2 separate regions of the Sus scrofa genome follow, and region 1 is linked to region 2. A link is a contact called in public Hi-C data. All regions are on one chromosome and are shown on one strand. Each heading gives the region's core, a stretch centred on a gene start, on an enhancer-like site or on the middle of the called end of the contact. The rest is flanking DNA. Distances are from core to core; before and after follow the strand shown.

Region 1 (6,339 bases), core at 3,595-6,094, 280 kb before region 2:
CCTAGCCACAACCACAGCAATGCAGGATCCGAGCTGAGTCTGCAGCCAACACTGCAGCTCATGGCAACGCCAGATCCTTAACCTGCTGGACAAGGCCAGGGATCGAACTTGCAATCTCATGGTTACTAGTCAGAATCATTTCTGCTGTGCCACAGTGAGAACTCCCACTCCTCAATGGGGAGTTTAATTTTAGCAATAGATTTGGGTTTGTAATAGAAGAGAAAGAGAGAAAAAGCAGAAGTAGCATGTTGCCGAGGCCTGGGTTTCCTTATGAATTAAGGAGGTACATGCATCACTGCCCAGGAAGCACTGCTTATCTCCTAAGGATGACCACAGCCACTAATAATGTTGTAGATAAGTTCTCCAAAGGCACTGACCTTGACTTAGTCAGTTTCTTAATAATGCTGATTATACACATTAATTATTTACTTCTAGTCTTTACAGAGTCCCTTCCCCCACAATGTATTATTATGAAGAATTTCAAATATACAGAAAAGGAGAAAGAAATGTACAGTGAACACCTTGTCTTATACCTACCTCTTTGATACCAGGAATCTGTAAAGTAACATATTGTAATATCTGCCTGTCATATATCTTGCACAGAGCTTTTGCCCTCCCCCTTCCCCAAAAGATAAAGAAATAATTCAAGCCTTTCTTTTAGCAACCCAACCCATTTTAGACTGATGCACACGAAAGGGGGAGTTTCTCCAGGGACATTTCAAGAATCCCATCCGAACAGGTGTTTTTTTTTTTTTTTTTTTTTTAATAGCATTTGCCTCCTAGACTTGCCCTTTGTGTTTTTGGTGTGGTTGTACTAAGTGATCCACCATTACATGGTGTTAGGCTGCTTGCTTTTTCAGCTGTCACCTTAAAGCAGAGGTTTAGACTTAGAAAAGCCAGATGCCCCTTCCTTCCCAAGCCCTCCTACCTTTTGGCCCTTGAAAAGGCACCTTTAAGATGCTATCCCTGTATTTGTTGGAGGAACAGCTTTAGTGTTGGTAAGGTGGAAACTGGGAAGTCTTGGTGCAAAAGGACTGCGATTTTGAGCTTTGCGTGAGTGGAAACTGTCCCAGTGGAGAATTGAAGCTGTCTCAGAGGCCGTGGGTGGTACAGGGGTGTGAAGGACCAGTAAAGAAAACCTCTTTGAGGACCTCAGCGTGCGGAGGAGGCTCTCCAAGGCCGGGGCCTCCAGAAACACAGCCTTTGTCCGAGGCGCCCTCTTGATGCCTTGAGCAAACAGCCTCGCAGAGCCCCTTACAAGTAAGGTGACCGGCCAGTGTATTGACACACACAGACACAATAGAAAACTGCATTAGGAGGTGAGCCATTGGGATTTGCAGTAAATATATTACAGAACACAAGTGACTTGCCGATACTGCTTGTTTAGCAGTTTGCAAGGGCAGTGGCAGTATGGATTTTTGAATTAGAAGGGAAGGGCTGTTCTTTCTCTGTGCAGGAACATCTAGTTGATGGCTGGGGAGAAAATTGATTTAGAGAACAAAATGCAGCCGCCTTTATTTGTGCCATTTGAAAGGCGTCTATGGATTAGTGGGTGAAAATAAAAAGGTCGCTTTCGGTTTAGGAAAGGGGGTCTTAGCATTGATCTGTATCCTGGTCTGGTATGGAGAGAATAATGGATGGGCCACCAGGAGGGAGGAAGGGTGTCCAATCCCACATCCAGCCTGCAGCTACAGGTGACTGCATGGTTTTCAGATAGTTTGTCTGTTTCAGCTCTTTGGCTTTCAAAAGTCAGCTTCTTGGATTTATTATTGTAGAGTAAGCTTATTGGGAACCTAAGAGTCAGTAGTTGTAGTCCATCCATTGAGCTCCTCGTGCCGTAGGAATTGCTGTAGAAGCTCTCTGTAAATCCTTCCAGCCTCCCTTTGTGTGGATATTAATTATTCCTCCTTGCAAAGGAAAAACCAGGCTAGAAGGTTAGGCACCTGCTGGATAGGGGTGTTATCACGATTGAGTGACTGATGTGTCCTGCTCAGGGACAGCTGTTCTTGGAAATCTGTTATCTGACTCTATCATTGATCCCTTTAAAACTGTACCCCGTTGTCGGAATTCTAGGCCATGTTTCCATCTTGTTTTTCCAAGCCCAGTTTCCTTCCTTCCTGCGTCTGAACTGTTCACTTTTCACTATTTCCTCTCAATGACAGGGTTTTTAAATTTGTTTCCTTCTAAGATCAGAAGCATTTATTTCAGCTCAAAAGGAAACTTTTTTTTTTTTTTCTTTTTTTAAGCCCCTATTGGCAGCCTCTGTTGTCTAAGGAATCTAGAGGAATTAAGATGCCTTATTTAAGCCAAACAGGAAAATGTGCCCTTGGAAGGCAACAGCCTTAAGTAGTTAATACAACCACCAGTGAGAATAGCCTTGGGTTGAGTTTTTTTGTTTAAGAGGATGGATGAACAACAAAGACCAACAAAGAGGATTTGGTTCCTTTTATTCCGAGTTTTGGCAGAATAAAGGATAGGAGATGTGTTTCCAATTTTTTTCTTTTTAATGTAATGTGGCAAATCTAACTTTGAATTTGAAGAGAGATTTTTGTTATCCTTAGGGGGGAAAAACAAAAAAGCTGTTTTTGCTGTGTTTGGTAAGAAAAAACAATCGCACACCTTGATGACCTGTGCATACATACAGGTTTCTTTGGCTATGAAAACTTGTGAAGTGGGGGCAAAGTTTGGATAGTTGGGTTGCAGTATTCTCTGTGTGCTCCATGGGCTTGAGATTTCTGTGGCCTCTCGATTCACAGCTGCTGCTTATGTGCTAATAGTTGAGGAAACAGGGGAAAAAAAAAAACCTTACAGGAGGGAAGAAAGCAGAGCCCTTTGGGATTGGATGTACAGGGTTTAGGCAGTTGACTCATTGCCAAGCACGATGCAGTAGCAACTTTTCTGTAAGTATTTGGGATGAAAGAGGGCACAGCTCTGACAAATGGTGCCAGTACCTGCTCCCACAGTTGCTTAGAAGCTCTGCCACCTGCTGACATCAGTGTGCAGAGAAGCTCCACGTTGCTGCCTCTTTGTGTTTAGCTTGGGAAGTGGTCCTGAAGTCTTCTGAGTGTCTGTAGGCGAAGCACGAGGTTCCTGACAACTCCCTCTGCCTGCCAGTTGGCCAGGGTTCTGGAGCCTTTTCCATTTGTAAGCCGGCTGGCTCTCTTACAGTGCCTGGGCCCTGAGCTCCCAAGGAGCCAAATCTCCTTGCACAGCTACTGAGAAGGTTGGAAGTGGACTCCTGAAATGTGTCCAACTTCTGTACTTTTTAGCTGACCAAAGGCCAAAATCATACCACTAACTCAAGAGTGGAACTGCTGACTTGTGAATCTTTTAAGAACTCTGTATTCCATAATTGACTACGCTGGATGCTGTGATATTCATGAATTAAGTGAAATATAAGGGGATGTCACATTTTAGCTGTGCATTTCTTCAAGGGAATAGTGATTTTTGAACTGGTTGTGAAATATGTATTCATTCTTATTTCTTACAATGAATCAGATGTGGTTTACCCATCTTAAAGAGCTGCAAACAGGTGTTGGTATGTCGTCGTCATCTTGTGTAGCCATTGGTGTGGTCATGTTAAATACCTAAAGGTCAAAGTCACAAGGTCAAATACCCCCCAAAAGCTGTGATTTTTATTTTATTATTATTTTTTTCTGATTAGCATGTGGAATTACTCTTGTCAGTTTCCCTCAAAGTAATGAAATTGCTCAAGGTTTATATGGAATGAGTAACAATTGTTGCTTCACATATTAAAATAGTATGAAAGGGAGGGGGCTTTTTGAGTAGACTTTGCACTGTGAGAGTATTGGTATTGACACCACTTACAATTTGGAGTATAGTTTGAAGACCAGATTCTACTGTGTGTTGCATCTTGGCTAATATGGCTGTAAAGAGGAGATGAATGTGGCTACTTTTCCAAGTCTATTACTCAGGAGGACTGTAAATTTGATTGGCTGTTACAATTCTAGCAGAATCATTCGATTTGAGAGCAATAGAAAGATAAGATATCCAATTACCCAAATGATTTGCAGGGTTAGCCAACGTTGTCATGGAGACACGAGTTGGAACAAATTAAATTTTAAGCAATAAAATAATCTTAAAGCCCGTCTGGGAACAAGAAAATTTGGCAGTGGCACTTACCTGAATTGAATCTTAGCTTGACACGATGTTGTTTGACATTGATATACTGTGGGGGCCTAAACTTATATAGGGCACAGCATTACCTTCAAAAAGGAGCTTGTCCTAACCGGTAAAGGGGAGTATTAGTATAAAGTCAAGATATTAACATTTGTTCCATAACCTAAATGAGGATTAGGCTCTGGCTTCCTAGGAATATTTTGTTTTTAAGGATTGAAATGCCTTAATCATGATTAAGCAGCATTAATTGGACACTTGGAAAAAAAGAGACTTGTTTCAGCAGCACGCAGTTTTTGTAATGGCTGTTCCCCTTTGTGTGTGTGTTAGCAGACGTAATAGAAATTGTGTGGATATCTTTTGGTGGGGAGTGGAGGTGTAAGCATGCATATATTTGCATGTACAAATAAGGAGATTTTTGGCACATGCCCCTGCACTGCAGATGATTCTCCATATTCGTTAAAATTTCTACTTTGCAGTACTGCTTGCAGACTGGAAAATTGCTTTCCAAACTTGAGCTGATGACCTAAAACCTGAATAAGTGTCAGACTGGGGCTTAGAAGGTTATTTCCCCTTATTAATGTATTGTTTAACTGGTTCCTGGCTTGTGCCTCGGATTTGAAAACAGCCGAGTAGCCCAGAAGGAGGGAGGCTTTTTATCCACATGTCTATTAGACAGATGGAGATGGAAATTGGTCTGAGGTCAAGCCATTTGCAGCGTTCTCACAGCCTTCGATTTTCCTCTCATCCTCACCGCAGATCATCTCAAATGATTCAGTAATGACCAAAAGTGCAACATTGACCTTTATTCCCTGGTGGATTACTGTGTTTCACAGTCCAAATGGCAGGAAGTCTATTCTGTTCTTCCAGAAGGAGCCTGGCTTTATTGAGCCAGCCCAGCCCTGTGGGAACCATGCGAATGCAGACCAGTGTAACACAATACGTGGGTTAAATTTGGTTGCTTGTGCTCTGGGAAACAAGAATTGACATGTCCTGAACCCACATAATTAATGGAAGAATATCTAGGATGCTTTCTAAAAACACACACAAGCACATAAATTGATTTGTCCACTTGTAATAACTGGTGAATGATAGGAGTGGTAACTTGTGGTGGCCCCTGGTTTATAAACGATTCTCACTTCCATGACCTAGTGTCTTTATCCCTTCTTGTTTAACGCTTCCCCAGTATATCTTAGATAGCACACTGTAACGTATCTTTTCTAAACTACAAGTTGAGGAGTTGCCACTGTGGTGCAGTGGGTTAACAATCCAACTGCAGCGGCTCAGGAGGTGTGAGTTCATTTCCCAGCCTGGCACAGTGGGTTAAAGGATCTAGTGTAGATCTTAGCTATGACTCCGATTTAGTCCCTGGCCTAGGAACTTCCCCATATGCTGCTTATGTGGCCATAAAAAAAAATAAAATAACAAGTTGATATGACTGGGCATAGGGGACTTTTCTTTAAATACTTTAGGTTATATATATTTGTGGTCAATCCATGTACCCTTGAATAAATTATCCTAACAAAGCACACTTTTTCCCTGAAAATAGCTTGATTGTTATCTTGGAGAAATGGTGATTATTTTCCTCTTGCTCAGATTTCTCTGTGTATTGTATTGTGATGTGATGATCAGGTGTGTGTGTGTGTTTAAGAAATAATTTGTATTTAAAACGATATTTCTGTTTGCCTCCACCTGCATAGCTGAGCTAATATTCTGTGACTCTTTAATGCACTAGTGAAGTCTAGGATCCTTGCACTTACCATCTTGTAAATACTTAAAAACTTTTCCAAAGAGGCATGCTTTGTAAATTTTCACCAGCCTCCCAGATTTCATTTAAATCATGATCTAAGGTGCTTTTGAGATTAAAAACTCTTTTCTTGACTTTTGACCTCACTGCACACAAGTTTTTTTTCTATCCCAGTGTCTCCCAGTCTTTGATGCCCTGCTGGCACTTGCTGGGTTCACTGTTCCTGAGGCCGAGTCTGAACTCCAGCTTACAGGAGAGCCTCCTCCCTTCACATTCATCTTCTGGCCGCTCTGGGAGTAAATTGCATTCTGGAGCTTCGCAGCTTTCTTGGCACATGATGTTGATTGAAAAGAATCCCAGGTTTCAACTGTGAATGCCAGGAACTTTGTCTTCCTTCCCAAAGGACTACCTCTCTAGCATCTTGGCCTGTGAGGAGGAAGGCCCAGAGATGGGGC
Region 2 (5,754 bases), core at 2,274-4,773:
TTTTAACCATTTAATATGCATCAGTAGTTACCTTTTTTTCCTATGGGATCCTGCAAAGCAGACTAGATAGTTTATCATAGTAGTGCTCAGCCTTAACTTGATAATCACTTGGGAACTTTAACAAGTACTCAGGCTTGGGTCCACCCCAGAGATTCTGACTTAATTGGGTCTGAGTCAGGTCTGAGCATTCCTGTAAGAGATCCTGAGGTGATTCTAAACCAAGGCCAAATTTGAGAACCCCTGGTTTATTTAGATGTGAAGTTAGCAACATACAGATTTGCCAGAGTTTGAAATCTTTCCTTTAATTTCCTGCCTGTACACTTCTGGACCTTTGGAGAAGACAGTGCACAGCAGGGAAGGGAGGTACCTTCTGTTTGCCAAATTTGGGGAAAACAAAGGCCTCTCATTTCAAGTACTTTTCAGATAGCATGTGGGCTCTCTTCAATACACAGCTCTGCTTTCAGCAAAATTGTTAATTATAGATCATAATAAGCTGTTAGGAGCAAAACACACACATAATTTGAAAGTGAAATGAGGCACAGTACATAGATAAAGCAATTGTTTGTTTAAGAGGTGATTAGCAGCAGCAAAACAAGCAAACTGATACTTGAACCTGAAAGAAATTACACCCATTTGGAACTGTTGGATTCTTCGGTTATTTGGGCACCGCAGCCTAATGTAAAGGTATGAGTCAGTTGCTGTCAGCTTTCCTCTTTTCTGTGTGTGATAGGGAAGATACAGTCTATGCCATCTTAGAACTAAGATGATATTAAAAGAATAGCCTGTCAGAAGGAATAAGGAAAGGGAGGTGTCTCGGTTTCTCAAAGGAGCACAACTGAGATTTAAATTGTTCTGAGCTATGATAAATTATAAGGCTTTAAAACCACTGTAATCACTGAATGAACAAAACAGTTGCCTTGGGTAATTATGCCTTTTGGTCTCCTTCACTTTCAAGTAATTTTCCCCTTGTAATGTTACACTCTGGCACTGTGTGCTGTGTCAAAGAGTGTTAATCTCAGTGTAAAATGCTGGGTTGTCTTGAAGAGTAATGAGCCCAGAAATATTCACAATTCAGACCAAGTTAGATGAAAACACCATTAGCACTTGAACATGACATTTGGTGACAACAGCTTCCAAGTCCCAACTCACCTGGGGTAAGGTGGGGTGGGGACCACCCACTAATTTCACAGAAGAGTTTTCCTTGTGTGAGTAATCTTGGGGACTCAGCTTCATCCTGGAAATTCCCAGGATGGTAGCTTTATGTGGAATAGATGCCAGTTAATGAATAAGGGCACACAGCTGAGGAATAAATAACCATGTTATTAGGGTAGATTGCAAGCACTCAAGACGGGAGGTTTAATAAGCAACTGAGGTTAATAGGAAATCCTTAGCTTTTTGTCGCCTGATAATGCATTTGAATTGTGCAGTCTGTGCTTGCTAAAATTGAGGAAGGGCCTAATTGGTACTTAGCAGAATCACCATGGTTCAGAGCCCAGTTCCAGTCCCACGCACACTGTCTGATGCCAAGGTTGGCAGCAGAATGTGGGGCTGCTCAGTGTGCTCATCTGCTATTGTTGTCTTTGGAAAGTTCCAGTAAGAAAGCTTATTATCTTGGTCTTGAGTGAGAAGATGGAGGCAACAGTCAGTCTTGGTGCCACTGCATTTTCAGGTCACCTGGCTATCTGGGTTAACATTCCAGTCCATTTAGGGCAGAACCTGTACCTTCTGGTTTCTTGGAGACACCAAGTCCATGTGATCAGTGCCTAAGAAGAGCTAACACATACTGAGCAATTACCTCATGCCCGAATCATTCTATGCATATTGCCTGTGTCACCTTTTTTAACTCTGACAAGTTAAAAGCACTTTCATTGTCTCCATTTATAAAAGAGGAAAAGGAGACAGGGCTCAGTTGCCAAAGGACCAAAGAATGGAGCTGGACTGGAACCGGGCAATCCGACTCCAGAACACTCAGAATGAACTGCAAGTTATGTGTCTTCAAAGACACAAACTCTTCTTCCCTCCCTGCCTCACCTGCCTCACCCCAGCTCTCAGCTTCTCACAACCCCAGGACTGAGGTAGATGACCAGTCCTGGGCCAGCCTCTTGTCTTGGTCTGGAAGAGGCTCCAAAATCCTTTTTCAGAAAGTTAGTCTTTATCTGACATTGTGCCTTTGTATAGTTTGATTCATACATTGCTGGATTTATGGACTTGGTCTGGAGCAGAAACTTAGGGGAAACCCTGTAGATGGCATGCCTTGTGACTTCCCTAGATGAGGTCAATGCATCCTCGCAGAGAACCCCTTGGAGCCTCCTGCTAGTTGTAAACAATACAGCAGACCAGGGGATTTACAATTCCAGCGAGATAGCAGCTGGACCTGCACATGTATAGCCCAGTAGCAGGGAGACCAAAGTCAAGTTCTGATAGGGTGCTGGAGTACTAGAGAGACCAACAATCCTATAAATGTAATTGGTCTTTCAAATTGTTGTGGCAATGCACGTAGGAGCCTTCATGTTTTATGCACCGCCTAACTGGCCAATTCAGGAATGCATGCATAATGGCCCTCTTTGACATTGATAATCTAGGTCATTTATTTTGAAGCAAACCTTCGAGTCATGCTCCTTGATGCAGACTGTTGAGACTGCTTCACATGGGGAGCAGGTCTCAGCCTCAATGTGCAATGGCCTGGTTTGCCGGCACGACCAGCTCTTGCCTCCCATTTACCATTATGGACTCTCAAAATATCTCTCCTTTCAGCTTCCTTCTGCAGCTTGTTTTGATTTACTTCTGCTTCCTCCCACTTCCTCCTGTTATAATGAGTCTCTCTGGGTGAGAGATGGTGACATCTCAGGGCTTCTTGGAGCAGGAGAAAAAACTGTCGGTCTGTCCACAGAGGATCCATGACACTGACATTTATCTGTGGCCGTGTGGCCCATAAACAAAGCAGATCTGTCGGCTCTCCCTCCCTCTGTGGCTTTTGGGCCTAGTGCGTGTGCATTTCCCACGATAGTTACAGGAGACACCAAAACTTGTCTTCATTATGGCTCTGACTCATACCCAATTAATGTGTCAAGAAGTGAAACATGGTCCCCGGCCCAGCTGCCTTTTGAAAGCAGTCCCAGCCTGTTCAGTGCAGTAACGAATGGTGCTCCAGAGAGGGCAGCTCAGGATCTGTTCTGCCAGCCGGAAAGCTGGGGGGAGGGGTTCTGAAAGTCCGTGCTGCAGTGTCACGCTCAGTTTTGGGATTGAACGTACTTGATCTCAAACTGAGTGAGAGGAGGTGGCAGGGAGAGCGAAGGGAAGTGAAAGTTCTCTGCTTCCTCTGGCTCTGAGAGAGGTTGCTTGTCTTAGATTTCTCAAGTGTAAGGCAGGTCAACCTGTCACCTCGAGTCTGCGCTTCTTTAGGGAGAATCTGCCTGTTCACATCGACAAGACATCATCTTCCCCTCTGGGCCTGCACATGGTGTTTGTCATGTACTTTTCCTTGTGGCTGTTGGTGTGTGTGGGAGAGGCCAGCACCACATGATCATTTTCCAACCTCCGGTTCTAGAGACTATTTCGTAAATTGAGATGTGCTGACTTTGGGAACTGAATTGCTAGGAAAGCTCTCCGGTGACCAGGGTATACTGTTCCTTCAAACACCTCAAGGAACAAACAATTAGTACTCTAGGCTTCCCGTGGCTGAGTAGTAATGCGTCTTCTTTCTAGGAAGACATTACTTCTTTCTGAAGAAATCAGACTTCTTTACAATCAAATACGGAGCCTCCCTTTCATAAACTAATGAGAGCTGCCATTGGGCACCCAGAGACGTGGTGAGAGGGCTCTGTTTGTATTGTCCCCCATCTCACAAGCCGGCCAGTGGAGAAACTAACTCCTTTCTCAGCTGAGCTCTGTTCATTTTCAGGAAGGTGCAGAGAGAGGACCATGGCTGGGCTTCACCTGGGAAAGGAGGGGGAGCTGGGGCCTGTATTAAAAACCCAGCTCTTCTTACTACTTTCTCACCTGCTGCAAGTCACTGCTGGATTCCTAATATCCAGGTGGCCTGAACCTTATTTCATGTTCCAGGAGAGAAGTGGGGATCTCCAGGAGGTGCGTCTCCAGGGAGAGGTCAGAGGAAGAGAGTGACCCCGGGTGGAATCACCCAGACACCTGCAACCTCACAGGTCTCCTCAGGGCCTCCTTCTGGAGGGGACTGACCCAGCTCTGATGACAGCCTGTGGTGAAGGGAGGCAGCTGAACACCCCGCCTCCGCCTTTCCCTAGAGATCCCTTTCTTCCGTTGCAGCCAATGCTGCTCAGTTGAGAGCTCAGGAAACAAACAGCCTTTGTTGCTTAAACTGAATCATTCCATGCTGATGGTCCCAGCGGTCCTGCTGTTAACAATACTTCCTCCTCCTCCTCCTCTTCCTGCTCCTCCTCCCCTTGCTTTTCTTCCCCTGCCCCTCCCCCACCTCCTCCTCTTTCTCTGCTCCTCCCACCCCCGCCATGATTCTTATCATTACACTCCTGAAACACGACAACCTATAGAATCTTGCCAAAGTGAGAGGCCTCAGGGAGGTAGTACTAAAACTAAAACAAGAGCCAAACTCATTTGGAAAGGTTTGGGTTTCATGGGAATGGTAGGTGCAGTGAGAAGGAGAGAAGGGGGAGCGGCCAGCTGATGGGCTCCCATGATGGCTGCCCAGGGGCCATAAACTGGATCAGTAATGGTTCCCTATTTTAGATTGTGGATATCTCTGAAATCTGAGGAGCTTGCACAGCAATACAAGGCTTGGCTCTTGGGTTTTTCTGAACACTTAGTCCCGGGCTAATGCTCTAAACACTTGTGACTTCCCACTTTGGCTTTTTCTCTCTTAGTTAGAAGCCTGGTGGACACAGTCCTTAGGTGATATGCCCGTGACATTTATTGGCTTCTCTGGGACACTTTTGAGAGTAACAGAGGTGCTGTTGGTAACTACACTGGGACAACATACATTATCTGAGATGGTCCAGCAAACCGTGCTATGGTGTTACTCACTCTTGCCATGGGGTTTACATGGTAGAAAGATCCAGGACTGGGGAAGTGGGTTTTGCCATTAGAATTTCTGGGTGACTGTCTGTTTACCCTATAGGGAAAAAAAAAAATCAAGAACTGGACTAAGTGTTTATTGTTTCTCTGTGTACTTTTTTTTTTTTTTTTTTTTTGCTTTTAGTGCTATACCCAAAACACATAGAAATTCCCAGGCTAGGGTTGAAGTGGAGCTGCAGCTGCTGGCCTATGCCACAACCATGGCAATGCTGGATCTGAGCTGCATCTTTGACCTACACGCAGCTCATGGCAATGCAAGTCACTGATCCCACTGATCGAAGCCAGGGATTGAACCCTCATCCTCATGGATACTAGTCAGATTTATTTCTGCTGCACACATGGGAGCTCCCTATGTGCTTGTGTTTTGAATCCTTTTATCATTTACATGAATGGGGGAAAAGTATTTCAGGTGACATATTTTGCCTCCTACTGGTTGATTAAATCAATGCATCTGCTCAAATTTCTAGATAAAAGTGCTGAGACTTGTGAGAATAATATAGTGCAAAGAACTGAGAATAATATAGTGCAAAGAATATATGAGTTTTTCTCCTTTTCTGAAAGAAGGGGGTAGTACTCATCAAACAGCTCCTCCTTGTTCCAAGTAACTTACCATGGTGTTGATTACTCATTATTCAGGGAGCACCCGCAGTGACTCAGGGCTTCTGTAGGAGGGGAGCTCTGGTCTCAGGG

What was found. Hi-C and Micro-C count contacts between places; a contact is called where the count stands out from the background.
Region 1: a Hi-C map of skeletal muscle shows a contact between it and region 2, with 4 times the contacts expected there. The contact joins two enhancer-like sites. A contact is called at or near these places in 2 of 47 Hi-C or Micro-C datasets (embryonic fibroblasts and skeletal muscle).

What each region holds. Positions count from the first base shown.
Region 1 is chr1:234,351,471-234,357,809 of Sscrofa11.1, reverse strand. All of the region lies in intron 4 of LOC100524475 (transducin-like enhancer protein 1), which reads left to right. Among named protein-coding and RNA genes, the nearest start is that of SPATA31D1, 16 kb to the left of the region's middle. Within about 2 kb of position 4,844, at least 8 of the 83 cell types and tissues checked have an H3K27ac peak or open chromatin away from gene starts, as enhancers often do. A contact at or near this core is called in skeletal muscle, where this site is marked.
Region 2 is chr1:234,066,305-234,072,058 of Sscrofa11.1, reverse strand. No RefSeq gene overlaps it. Among named protein-coding and RNA genes, the nearest start is that of TRNAV-UAC, 29 kb to the left of the region's middle. Within about 2 kb of position 3,523, at least 20 of the 83 cell types and tissues checked have an H3K27ac peak or open chromatin away from gene starts, as enhancers often do. A contact at or near this core is called in skeletal muscle, where this site is marked.